Linked DNA regions of Cyprinus carpio: region 1 is linked to region 2. A link is a contact called in public Hi-C data. All regions are on one chromosome and are shown on one strand. The core of a region is the stretch at or near the end of the contact, and the rest is flanking DNA. Distances in the headings are between cores, read along the strand shown. Region 1 holds the start of LOC122134000 (polycomb complex protein BMI-1-A). Region 2 overlaps skida1 (SKI/DACH domain-containing protein 1).

Region 1 (2,700 bases), core at 98-2,597, 83 kb after region 2:
AAATTAAATGATAAATAATAAATTAATAAGAAATAAATTCATAATAAATAATTTATATAATAAATTATATATGAATATTTCATGTAGCCTGAACCAATTAATGAATTAACGAAATAAATAAAAATAAAACAAACAAATAAATAAATGTAACAGAACAAACATGCGAATACATTTAAAGACATCATCATTCATACAGTATTTTTTAAAGATTAAATGTATCCTAATAATTAAACAAGTAGGCTACTTATTTGATGAACACCACTGATTCAAACTTTTTGAAAACCAACAAAAGGAGGGCAAATTTTAACTTTAATTTTATTAAAATCTCTATGTATGTCACATTATCAATACTCCGTTTAAATTGTCTGACATCTGTATTTGTCACAGATTCTACTTTCTGTAGACATTTGTCTAATCTTTTTTTAAATAAAATTGGAACATTGCTTCAGAAATCTTGAACATAAAGAGACAAAATAATTGTATTTATATATAGTAAAATATTTTGCACTTGTCTATTCTATATCTAAACACCTATATTCTGTATTCTATATCCACCTATATTAGTAGGAATACTAATTTATAACATTTATGAATGAAAGTTTTGTTTCTTCAGTGCTGATCGACGCTAGTAAAAATGACAACTCTGTTAAGCTGATTTGTAACCGATACACAAAAATAGAGGTTCCACTTAGAGCCAAAATAGAATTTACAATCGATGTCATAAGAAATTTGAGATTTTAGAGTTGTGTTTTAAAGAACGCAGAAACCACTAATCTGTGACATTAATAACTTTTTTATATCAATAAATAAATAAATACAGTGAAAACATTTTAAAGGGTGTAAAGGGTTAAGAGCGAAATAGCTGTAGAACCATGTAATTTAAAAAAAGTTTAAGGAGGTTGTGCTTTGCAAAATTTTAGATCTTTCCTCTTTGCTTAGCTTTTGGAAACTATATGGTTGAAAGTAGATTTGTTTCTGTGTTTTGTAAAACAATATGTTACTTATTTTGTAATTAAAGAGCTGTTTAAGAGGAGTAACTTATAGCTAAGGTTTATCTTCCAAAGGTGACTGGCAGAGGAACTGAGCTGCCTTCGCTCGTCAGAACTGAGCCTGCGGACAAACAGCTACAGAATATCGTATGCCGAAATAATGAGGTGCCTGCTTTGTTGAATAAAAAGCAGTATAATGAAGCTGCGCTGAAGCCTTTAAGAATTCTGCCTCCTCAAGAATCAATCTAATATATTTTGAAAAATAAAGACATGCAGCGGTAGAAATACGGATGCGCTGGATGTGTTACGCCAGACAAACGTCTACCAGCAGGCGGGACTGAAAATGCGGAAAGAACACTCTTGGGTCGTTAACAACCATAAATATGTGAGTGCTTTTATCCTGGTTATACAGCAAGTACATAGGCCTTTGCGTTGTGTATCAGTACTGTGTCTCATTCTCCGACAAATCAAGTCCTGAGATCAGCTGACGCGCTCATGTGACCAAGGCTAGAGTCTGCTCAAAATGGAGTTGTCGGAATCAGTGCTGAAAGGGCTTCAAACCCTGGCCGATCCAAATGTGTTCGACCTGAAATCATTTACGACATTCACGGAGGTCGCGTTCGACAGTCTAGACTCCTCTCGAGGCGAAAGCGTTCTAGGTAAGATGGTTGAGCTTTTTTTTCTTTGTGCTGCATTACTTCCGGTGCTTTCCAGACAAGAAGGAAGTCGCGCTGCGCCGTGTCTGTTGCTGATGTTATTTTCTAAGGCTTCACATATTATATATCACCTAGCCCTAAAGCTATGCAAGGGCCGACAGACCAACGCTAGCCTTGCTTGTGGCTTGCATACTGTGCTAACACAGTATAGTGTAATGAATCCTCCGCTTAGCCGTATTAGCTAAGCTAATAACACAACACATACGGTGTGAACGATGAATTCTTCTTCTTTAAGAACTGAAATTAATAAGGACTCATGAACATTTACTTGGTTATGGTCAAACACAGGCAAACGTAGCCTGCATGTCTTTCATCGAAGTAAAATAGCAGTTAATACCTCCTCTGCGCTAGTTATCCGCTAAGCATGTTTTTCGTCTCTGTTTTCCCCCCCCGCTTATCTACGTTTTCTCTTAGTTTGTATTCAACGCGTTTAATTGGCATGGCAAATCATTTGTATTGCCAAATCATTGTTAGTTTAGTTGGCTCAGCTCAAAACAACTCACGTACGTTTCTCGTAAGCTCTCCCTTGTTCTCTCTCACGCACATACATAAACTTATCTTGAGAGCAATTTTTCATCTCTCGCAGGTCACCCAGAATTGAGGCACATCGACCAGACTACCTTGAAACACTGTCATACCGCGGCAACGACCTTTATTCTGGAAGGCGTCAAGCAAAATGCAGATAAATCAACTATCAGGTAACATGATCCGAAATGGTTTTCTGAAGATTATACAAAACTGTTTAGCATTAAAAATAAATAAATAAACTTTTACATTCTAAATATATCGTGTGCTCTTTTAGCTCATGTCTTGAAGACGTCAGATTCCAGAATGAAAGAGTGGATACATTTTATAATTCATTCCAGGTAATGTTTTTGTATGCCCATGATGATCCGCATCCTCTGAATTAAAGTACAGTTGTACTGCAGCATATTAAATGTTTCTTTTCTTTTAGAAACACAAGAAAAATTTGGAATCTTTGTTGTCAAGGTGAG
Region 2 (2,700 bases), core at 182-2,681:
TACATTTGCTGGAACCGCATGTTACCTCAAGACAGTGCCAAACAACGGTTAACTTATAATAACAATGAATATTAATGAGTTAAAAATGGACGATCATCTCACATCACACTCAGATGTATTTAATGAACAGTTTCACCATAAAAAGAAAAAGAAAGTGCTTCAAAATCCACCTCACGTTTTCAAGTTTTCATTTCGAGTGCATTTATCCTACACAACAATGGTATACAAAAACCAGGAAAATCACAAAAATAAATATGCATTTTTATAAACAACCAGTGACTTCAATTTAAGAAAAAACTCATGTCAAAATCTGATCTCAAGTATTGTAGCAAAATCAGAAAGATAAAAAAAAAAACAAAGTCCACCTTGACCAGATAATTCCTAACCTACCATGTTTACAGTGAGTCACCGCCCATTTTTCCATTTATGTTCATTGTGGAGATCAGGCATTTCTTTAACTTTATGGGGTTGTGATGTGTGCGCTACATTCTGTTTAATTTGGCTAGTTTTGAATTCATTCCTCTGAAGTTGGGACGACATAGCTATTCTGTCCGTCCGCAGTGCACTTTGACACAGAACGGAACAAAAAGTTCCTTTTATACTCTCGAGAGAGCAGACATTAAATAGTCGAGTTACAAAAATATAGAACTACTATATTTTAATCATTCACCTGTCAGAGTGTCACACTATATCGCATACTGGAACATTCACAAAGCGATGCAGTTTCACTTAATAGGCTACATAGTGTCAATCCCCACTTGTACACGTTAATCAAAACAGTACACGTAATGGACCCATGCCTTAATACGTTAAATACCCTTTAAAGTCTATTACGTGTTTTCTCAGAATGACGTGAACCCGGTAGCCTCACTTTAGCCAAAGCTGCATAGTCTATGCTCATTTAGTGATAACTCACAGGCTTTGTATTTATGTTTTGTTTAGGAAATTAGAATGCAGTTGGATATTTTCGTCCCTTGGCAATATAATCAAAAAAGTATTAATTTAGCTCATTGGCTGATCCAGTCACAGATACAATTTGCTTTTAAAGGCCCGTTTTGCAGGCAGTCTGCTTTTGCTGACGTAAACAAATATGGTAAGTCACAGTACATTCATCACAAGGCATTTATATGGGGCAGGGTACTCTAGTGGAACACCAAGTTAACACTTGCATGTTTTTTAATGTTATACGTTTTCGAGTGCCAAGGTAATCCATATCCTTGGAAAATAGGCCTAGCAAAAGAAAATACAATCAAAACACCATACGAAAAGGACAAGGCTATTGAGTCAAAGAGAAATAAACATTTACTAAGTATACCCTGACCAGAATGTGTGTATATTCCATTAAGCACCGAGGTCTTTTTTTTTTTTGTCACGTATGTACAAACACTGTCGTTTGCAGTTGTCTGTCTCTCTGTAGGTCGCTCCATTGAAATCGGCAACATTTACAATAAGAACGACTAGCAAAACCTCCTCTAAAAGCAAACGAACATATTGGAAATAGCACCACATGAATAATTACTGACTTAAAAAAGGTTTTTTTGGGTTAACTTGCGATGGCTCTTTTGCGTAAGAAAATCGAAAAATAAAAACACACGTCACGAATTCACCTTAATGGGCATTAGCAAAGTGCAATGCATGGTAAATTTGTGCTTTAGCTGTTCTATACCTTAAGCTATGAATGTGCTAAAGAAGGAGTTTGATTTGGTGTTTTTCCCTCTATTACATCGTGCAAATCAAACAGCTCTTGATTGTCAGTTAGAGGGCCATTGTGTTTGGCCTACCGTTATGTTATGGTGCGCTGCGTGTGAGTGAACACAGCCAAGCGCCAACAACTGGGGAGCACCCATAAAATGAATAAATAAGAAAAAGGTATGGATCAACGGCCTACAGTAATTCCAAAACACAGTATGTGGATGAATCATCAAGGGAAAATACAAAACATTGGCCCAAAATAAACCGACAAAGTCAGTTGTTTTAAAAACAAAATCATCATTTTAGTGTACACAGACCTGACAATCACTATAACGCCATCCTTTTGAGAGATGGTTAACCCTGTCCCTGCCTGAAGAACGAGCCAACATTTGCTCCGTGAGAGTCTAGTCCATCAGGTCAAAAACAGCTCCACGATGTCAATAATGTCATTTTGAAAACAAGGTTGTGTGTGTGTGTGTGTGTGTGTGTGTGTATTTTTTTTTTTAACTAGACCAGCTTATTATAAATATCTCCGTATATTCCCGAATCCAAGACCAGCCTGTGCTATATGAGGACGGTGTGTGCTACATAACAACAGGCCAGAAACGTATGCATTGAAAACAACACAACAATGAAAACGAAACAACTAACGGGAATCAGTGCTTGTCACAGTTTTAAGACATTTCCCCCCGAGCTCAAAACAACAGTTCACGGGATAACAGAGGCTTTCCTGAATTTGTGGCTTGGAGGGGGAGGAACAACTGAATGACCGAGCTGCCATCTCCACACTGGGTGAGAACGATGAGGCAGTTGGTTACTTCTTAAAGAGTTCAAAGAGTAAGCGGGACTCAAATCTCCATCGCTGCCAATAACAAGAGACGGCGGAGAGGGGAAATTCGCCATGAATCTGAAGGGCTTTTTCAGAGATGCTACACTGGCGCTCGCTCGTTTGCGTTTGCTCGCACCCGCACAGTCTTCATTCGATCCCTCACTGCTAGCGAATTTTCC

The links. Hi-C and Micro-C count contacts between places; a contact is called where the count stands out from the background.
Region 1: a contact with region 2 is called in a Hi-C map of skeletal muscle, with 4 times the contacts expected there. The contact joins the promoter of LOC122134000 here to the enhancer-like site in region 2. A contact is called at or near these places in 5 of 8 Hi-C or Micro-C datasets (liver and skeletal muscle).

The regions. Positions count from the first base shown.
Region 1 is chrB24:11,880,596-11,883,295 of ASM1834038v1, forward strand. LOC122134000 (polycomb complex protein BMI-1-A) reads left to right here and starts at 1,348. Exons shown (of 14, transcript XM_042751631.1): 1 at 1,348-1,648; 2 at 2,292-2,403; 3 at 2,508-2,571; 4 at 2,661-2,695. The coding sequence starts at 1,513.
Region 2 is chrB24:11,797,635-11,800,334 of ASM1834038v1, forward strand. skida1 (SKI/DACH domain-containing protein 1) reads right to left here. Exons shown (of 1, transcript XM_019066743.2): 1 at 99-2,700. The coding sequence ends at 2,401. Among protein-coding and RNA genes, the nearest start is that of skida1, 4.1 kb to the right of the region's middle. Within about 2 kb of position 1,432, at least 1 of the 8 cell types and tissues checked has an H3K27ac peak or open chromatin away from gene starts, as enhancers often do. A contact at or near this core is called in skeletal muscle, where this site is marked.